2 separate regions of the Mus musculus genome follow, and region 2 is linked to region 1. Evidence: chromatin contacts called from public HiChIP or PLAC-seq data. All regions are on one chromosome and are shown on one strand. Each heading gives the region's core, a stretch centred on a gene start, on an enhancer-like site or on the middle of the called end of the contact. The rest is flanking DNA. Distances are from core to core; before and after follow the strand shown. Region 1 has its middle 8.6 kb from the start of Mir7076. Region 2 has its middle 24 kb from the start of Gabarapl2.

The links. HiChIP or PLAC-seq counts read pairs in DNA pulled down with a chosen protein or histone mark.
Region 2: an H3K27ac HiChIP or PLAC-seq map of embryonic stem cells shows a contact between it and region 1, with 4 times the contacts expected there. The contact joins two enhancer-like sites. A contact is called at or near these places in 4 of 39 promoter capture datasets (the C10 cell line, cranial neural crest, frontonasal cranial neural crest and 1 more), 2 of 484 Hi-C or Micro-C datasets (B cells and the F1.1 cell line) and 2 of 115 datasets of contacts at active chromatin or transcription factors (both in embryonic stem cells).

What each region holds. Positions count from the first base shown.
Region 1 is chr8:111,679,123-111,682,954 of GRCm38.p6, forward strand. No RefSeq gene overlaps it. Among named protein-coding and RNA genes, the nearest start is that of Mir7076, 8.6 kb to the right of the region's middle. Within about 2 kb of position 1,464, at least 25 of the 459 cell types and tissues checked have an H3K27ac peak or open chromatin away from gene starts, as enhancers often do. A contact at or near this core is called in embryonic stem cells, where this site is marked.
Region 2 is chr8:111,962,842-111,966,626 of GRCm38.p6, forward strand. It overlaps a transcript of Adat1 not described here. Among named protein-coding and RNA genes, the nearest start is that of Gabarapl2, 24 kb to the left of the region's middle. Within about 2 kb of position 2,165, at least 43 of the 459 cell types and tissues checked have an H3K27ac peak or open chromatin away from gene starts, as enhancers often do. A contact at or near this core is called in embryonic stem cells, where this site is marked.

The sequences.
Region 1 (3,832 bases), core at 214-2,713:
AAAAGAAAGCCCACTCATTGGGATTACAGATTCTGTTAGAAATAGGAACATTGGTGGACGTGGGCAAGATTCAAAACAGGCAAAAATAAGCCTAGTAAACAAAAGATATTAGTGATCAAGTAATAAAAGCCATTAAAGAATCCAGTAGGGTGCTGGGAAGTGGTGGCGCACGCCTTTAATCCCAGCACTTGGGAGGCAGAGGCAGAAGGATTTCTGAGTGCGAGGCCACCCTGGTCTACAGAGTGAGTTCCAGGACAGCCAGGGCTATACAGAGAAACTCTGTCTTAAAAAAACAAAAGACAAAACAAACAAACAAACAAACAAGATCCAGATCGGAGAGAGGTGTGTGCCTTCCTTCCTCAAAGGTCCAGACTAGAATGGAGAAGCAGAAAATCTCTCACAGGTGTGCCCTGCCCTCCATTTCTACATTGTAGTTCATTCCAGATGTAGCCAAGTTGACAACCAAGAATAGCCATAATACTCTGTCCCAAACAGAAACAAAACAAAACAAAAAATCCAGGTGTCAAAACTAGAGTTATTGTCAGGGGAATGGTAGGTAGGTAGCACATGCCTATAATCCCAGCACTCAGGAGGCTGAAGCAGGAGGATTGCCATTACTCTGAGTACAGAATGGACTCCATAGTGAGTGTAGGGCCAGCCTAAGTTACAGAGTAAAATTCTGTCTCAAAACAGACAAACAACAAAAACAGTCTGTTGTGATTGCAGTAACAATAATAGGTGACCGCTCATAATAAAATCAGTGCTTCAGAGAAATTAGTGAGTTGGGTCAGGGTAAGGAATGCTCTTAGAAACAAGAGAGAGAGAGAGAGAAAATAAGACAAGTGATGTGTAAGATCAGATGCCAGCACTCAGATAACTGCAGGCCAAGTAGCCCGAGTATAAAGTTAAAGAGATATAAATCTCCATTTGAAGAAATAATGGAGGTACATTCCTCAGATTTCAGAAAAGATTCAGTTTACCCAGAGGTAAAACAGGTGGCTGGCGTCCTGTAAACCTGTAGTTCCAGTTTTCAGGGGCTGAGACAGAGTGACCCTGGGAGGCTGAGACCAGCCTGGGCAACCCAGCGAGATCCGATATCAAAAACAAAAACAAAACAAAATAAAACAACCCCGCCCAACACACATTTGAGATGGCAAATGCTCCGAGATCTCTCTCTCTCTCTCTCTCTCTCTCTCTCTCTCTCTCTCTCTCTCTCAAGGTTAACTTATTTATTATATGTAAGCACACTGTAGCTGTCTTCAGACACCCCAGAAGAGGGCATCAGATCTCATTACGGATGGTTGTGAGCCACCATGTGGTTGCTGGGAATTGAACTCAGGACCTTTGGAAGAAGCAGTCAGTGCTCTGACCCACTGAATCATCTCGCCAGCCCTCCCCACTGCTTTCTAATTCACGCTACCCCAGATGCTGCCACAGGCTGCAGGAATGGCGCTGTGGTGGGAAATCAGCGCAGTGGCTGCCTCAGGAAGAGTCCGCAGACAGACAGGGCGGCTCCGGGACTTCTGCTAGCAGCCTGTGTGCTCGCGGTAGGAGCCCTCCTCAAACTGCACATTCCTGAGCTGTGCACCCTGCTCTCCCCTGAGACGTGCACCGGAGCAAGAGGGGGAAGATTGCTCAGAGGTAACTAGCAGGGGTCGCTGGGAAACAGGAGTTAAAATCTTCAGGACCCAATTAAAAGGCAGGTATGACCCTACATGCCTGTAATCCCAGCTTTAGAGGACAGGGGGCTCCAGCGAGCTCGTCGGCCCACCATACTCTCTGAAACAGCAAATTTCAATTCACAGAGAGAAGGTCCTGTCTCAAACAAATTAAAGTGGAGAGTGTCAGAGAACGACATCAGAAAGTCTCCTTTGTTCTCTATATTCGGCATATTCTGGAAGGAGCATCCACACATCACATCACATCACATCGTCTAGAGATGAAGCTCAGCTGGTAGGATAATCCTCAGATTAATCCGCACCATCCCATAAACTGGGTGTTCAAGAGTGAATTGGGGAGAGCAATATTACATCACACGAAAGGGCAATTACGGACCAAACGTTCCTCATAGATACAAATGAAGACAAATCTTCGGCAAACCACAGCTGAGTGAATCCAATAGTACATTAAAAGGATTATATGCCCTGACCAAGCGGGATTGGTCCCAAGTGTGCAGAGGGCGATTTGACTGAGGGAATCATCAGTGTAATGTACCGAGTCATTAGACGAAAGGAGGAGAGTCACGTGACCATCTCAGTTGATGCAGAAGGGGCCTGGGACAAAATCCAACTTCATTTCATTATCAAGGCACTCAGGGAAGTGAGAGGAGGAGGAGAGAGCTTCCTTACCGTGGCAGAGGATGCCGCTATCTATCCTTTACCACCATCAGCTCAGAGAGAGATGGTATCCTACTGAGAGCCAGGTGTGGTAGCTCGTGCCTGAGATCACAGCCCTGGGGAGGCGGAGGCAGGAGGATCAGAAGTTGACGGACATCCTCAGTTACATATAGAGCTTGAGGCCAGCCTGGGCCACATGAAAATCTGTCTCAAGAAAGAAGAGAAAGGACTAGAAAGATGACCCAAAGGCTAAGACCATGGACTGACAGCTCTAGAGGATCTGGGTTTAATTCCTAGTACCCACATGTCAGCTTACACACATTTATCTATCTATGTATCTTTCTTTCTTTCTTCCTTTCTTTCTTTCTTTCTTCCTTCCTTTCTTTCTTTCTTTCTTTCTTTCTTTCTTCCTTTCTCTCTCTCTCTCTCTCTCTCTCTCTCTCTCTCTTTCTTTCTCTCTTTCTTTCTTTGGTGTGAGCAAATTTGACAGATTATAACTTTAGAAATAAAAATATATTACTCCTTCATGTTTTTTTTAAAAAATCTTATGCACATTGATGCTTTGACTGCACTTGTGTCTGGGTGAGCGTATTGAATCCCCTGGAACAGGAGTTACAGACAGTTGTGAGCTGCCATGTGGGTATTGGAATTGAACCCAGGTCCTCTGGAAGAGCAGCCAGTGCTCTTAAATCATGTCTCCAGCCCTGCTTCCATGTTTTTATTCAAGTCTTTATAATATAAAAATCTCATAAAAGAGCTAGGCTGTGGTGCATGCCTTTAATCCTGGCACTCAGAGGTAGAGGCAGGTGGATCTCTGAGTTTGAGGCTAGCCTGGTCTACAGAGCTAGTCCAGGATAGCCAGGGTGACACAGAGAAACCGTGCGTGCCTCAAAAACAAAAAACAAAAACAGTTGATGCAGAAGGGGCCTGGGACAAAATTCAACTTCATTATCAAGGTACTCAGGGAAGTGAGACTCGGAGGAGAGAGCTTCCTTACCGTGGCAGAAAATGGTATCTTTTACCATCAAAACAAAAACCAAACAACCAAACAAACCCCTAACTAAATAAAAGAATTCCTTGGGAGAAATTAAAACAAGAACAAATCTTCAGAGTGCTTGTTTCCCAAATCGGCTGGGACAGAGATTAAAAACAGCACCGGTGCACCCATCCCCTCCCGGTTCTGGGGGCTGGAAGCTCCCTAGTGAGCTCGCTGTGCTGAGATCCCTGCATCAGAAGACCGGAGGGGGCGTGTCCTCATGCTCAGCCTCTAGCCAATGGTGTTCTTTGGCTGGTCACAGCCTCACACCTCCACCTTGTCTGTGTCTCATCTCCCTCAACCTCTCTCAGGAGCCTTGTGGTCCTAAATCGGACTCAAACCGCTCTACTCATGCCAAGATCTGTGATGGAATCATATCGTATGTCTTAGTCAGGGTTTCTATTCCTGCACAAACATCATGACCAAGAAGCAAGTTGGGGAGGAAAGGGTTTATTCGGCT
Region 2 (3,785 bases), core at 915-3,414, 280 kb after region 1:
TGAACAACATTATTACTGCAGGAAGATACCAGTGGGAAGGACAGTTCTCACAAGAGGCAAAAATAAAACCAAAACCAGGAAGATGCTGAACCTGTGTATAGGAGGAATGAATATAAATATCTGGAAGGAGCAGGGTCCTAAGACTTCAAGAAACACTTTTCTTCTCAACGAAACCCAACTCGAGGCAGACGGCACCCAAGGCTAAGCATTCATCTGCTGTCCAGAGAATCGGGGATACCTCCGGGTACATTTCCTCAGCAGTTCCCCCACAGGCTCACTGTAAAGGCCTGCTGCTGAACGGAAGACAGAGCTGGGAAAGGGCTCTGTGATACCGCCCAGTGGCCAGGTTGGTTTCACTGCTGAGGGGCCCACCGTGCCTCCCTTCGAGACACCTCTGGGTTCAAAGCGCATCTCATTCTCCTGGCTGCCTGGACAGATGCCCACCACTGTTTCCATTGTGAGCTCTTCCCTTGGGAATACGGCCAGTTTCAAGGGACGTGTACTTGAGACCAATGTCTGGCAGTTTGGGTTCCTACTTGGAGTGACTTTCCGCCTCTGCCTCCCCCCCGCCCCCCAACCCCCCAGCCTCTGCCACACTTGGACACCGGAAAGCAGTGCCAATCAGACTTGATTTGAAAGGTTGGTTCCTAACCCTTGCTGACTCATCCGAATAAGGGCAAAACAGCAAATCCACACCAGAGTCCCCAGGCTGCTAGATTAACACAAAAGTCCCCCTCCCCTCCCCCCATCACTAGTATAACTGAGGCCATAGGCAGGTCAGAGGGTCACAGCATCAGAGTGTCTTCCATTCAACAGCAGGCCTTTACATTGAGGAAAATTCCCCAGTGCTTTACTTAGGCAATTAAGAGGTTTCTTCTGCCTCCGTTTTTGAGCCAGGGTATTACTCCTTAGCTCTGGATGGACTGAACTCCGTAGGCCACGCTGGCCTTGAACTCAGAGGTATGCCTGCCTCTGCCTCCTATGTGTGAATCTAAGGTATGTAATGCCACACCCCACCCAATTAAGAGATGCTAAAAAGTGGAACTAGGGAAAGCTCTGAGCCAAGTGCTTGCTTAGCATGCGGAAAGATGCTGAGTTTGATTCGCAGCACACAACTTTTTAAAAAAATGAGAAAGCCTACCCTACACTTGAAAACACTTGCGCAGCCTAGTTGCTGGTACTTGCTTTTGTAGAACAGAATGGAGGTCACAAGTCAAAGGTTAAATGCCTTCCCAGCATACAGCTGGTTGTTGGTGGCAGAGTTGGTACTATCATGTCATTTGCATCCATGGCTGTACTCAAATTTATTCTGATTCCAAGTAATAAGGACTTTTTTTCTAACACATTCTAAATTGAGGTATAATTACATTTAAAAAAACAACAAAAAAAAAAGGAGCACAGAAAACTGTAGACCTTCATAAACTTCCACAAGATCTGCATTCCTCTATTTAATACCCTAAGTAAAACCCTGACTGTTGGCCAGGCATGGTAGCACCCATCTGTAACAGCAGTTTGGGGAAACTAGGATGGGAACATCACAGAGTTAGAGGCCAGCGGGGGGCCTCCTCCCAAAACATCACCAAACAAACAAACACTACCAACCAAGCAACGTGTGGTTTTGTTTTTCCTAGTGCAGGAGACTGAAAGTAGCAACTTGCACGCATTACCAAGTGCTGCCTCCCACCCACTGTCCCCAGTCTAAATAAATACTGACTAAAAAGGCTGCCTACTCCAGCTCTGAAGCGTCTCTGACTCATTTCTCTCTGTCCTTTGGGCTACAGGACCACCTGAAAATCATTTGGGATCTACTTGGATGGCTTTACAGGGAAACAGGCTGGTTCAGTTACAGACACAGCTAGTTTTAATTTCGGTTTTTTGGTTTTGCTTTTGTTTCTCAGGATAGAAGGTAGCCCTGAATGTCCTGGAACTAGCTCTGTAGACCAGGCTGGCCTTCAACTTTTATCAGCTGGAATTGAAGGCACGCACCAACACTGCCTAGCTTGCTTTTTTTTTTTTTTTTTTTTTTTTTAATGTTTTTAAAAAGATTTGTGTGTAAAGTCAAGGCAACTATGATTCTGCAAAATGAGGTATACAATGAACTATTCTGCTCAGAAAATACTTTCTCTCCTCGACCTCGGCCTCCCTGGCTCTGAGCTCAGGCACAGTCAGGATGGTGTGGCTGTACATCCGGAGCCTGCCTGGCTCTTTCTGAATCTAGCCACTCCCTTTGGTTAGCCAGCTCAGTGCCTTTGGGAAGGTTTGCTTGGGCTCCTGAACAAACACACACACACACACACACACACACACACACACACACACACACACACACACACACACACACACACACACACAGACACGATACACAAGTTCTGGTTTTATTGGTGGCAGGATGGCTGTTGTTTAGAAACTGGAAAACTCTGGCTTAGGAACCTTGTTCTAGGTCTGGGTGGAGGCAGCTTTCCAGCAGCCACAGACACAAGCAGGTCAGACAGGGGGCCTGCACCTCTCCAGCTGGCAACCAGGGCAGCCCCTTCTTCTCCACAGCAACTTCCTCAGTGAGCTCATGCCTGGCACTGGGGAATCCATAAAGCATGGCATTTGACGTGGCATCCCTCCATCCTGAAGAAGAACTATGTGCGCACACAGGTGGTGGCAGACACGGCTGAATCAGATTAGGTTCTGAAAATTCTGAGGAAAACTCTCTCTCTCTCTCTCTCTCTCTCTCTCTCTCTCTCTCTCTCTCACACACACACACACACACACACACACACACACACGCAGAGTCATAACATTAGACCCTATTTAGGCACACACGTAAATGTAATCTTTCCTCCAGAGCCAAATTTGCCTTTTTTTTTTTTAGTTGAAGACACAATTTTGTGGAATTACGCATGGGTTAGAGTTGCTGTTCCAATTCCTGTGCAGCTTCATTTCTGAGGGGCTTCTAGTTTTTCTACAGTTTAAAATATAAAATCCTTCACATTAATTAAAAAAGACCCCTGGGTGGGGTAGCACTGGTGGTTGGGCTGGAGCATTTGCCTACCATATGGAAGGCCCTTCCTAGTTTCTCTGATGAGATGGGGCAAAGGGTCCTGCTGGCCGTCCTGTTCCTGGTGGTGGTCTATGGGCACCAGTGGAGTGGATGGATGGGGAGTGGGGACACGCATGAATGTCCTCATATTCTCTGATTTTACCAAAGAAACCAGGTTTGCTGCAGCCAGGGCCCAGAGAGGACACAGGAGGGACACAGGTCAAATGATAATCAGAGCCACCTTTTCTCTAGAGGTCTTCATGGGTTTGGCCCAAGGCTCACACTGGACAATGTTGCCTGACTGAGGATAAACAGGATACGTGGGATAACTTATGGAGAGGGCTGCTTTCTGGCTTGGGATTTTAGGAAGATAAGGAGTTCCAGGGCAGCCTAGGTTTCAGAAGACACAGTCTGAGACCAAGCAAGCAAGCAAGCAAGCACTTGCCAGGATTACAGAGATGTGATGTTAAGGCATACATACAATTCTAAACTTTTCTTTTTTGGGGCTTTATGAGACAGGGTTTCTCTGTCTCTGACAGACAGCTTTGGCTGACATGGAACTCCAAGTGTTGGCATTAGAGGCATGCACCCCAACCCCCCAGTGTAAACTTGGGTTTTAAGAGCATAAACTAGGATGCAGGCTGTTGGATGTTTAAATACCACCTTTAGCGCTTTGAGACAGTAAGTGAAGCTCAAGGGAAGTTGCCTTTAGTGGTTAGCCTTCAGTGTTTTCTACCCAGATGCCAGTGACTAA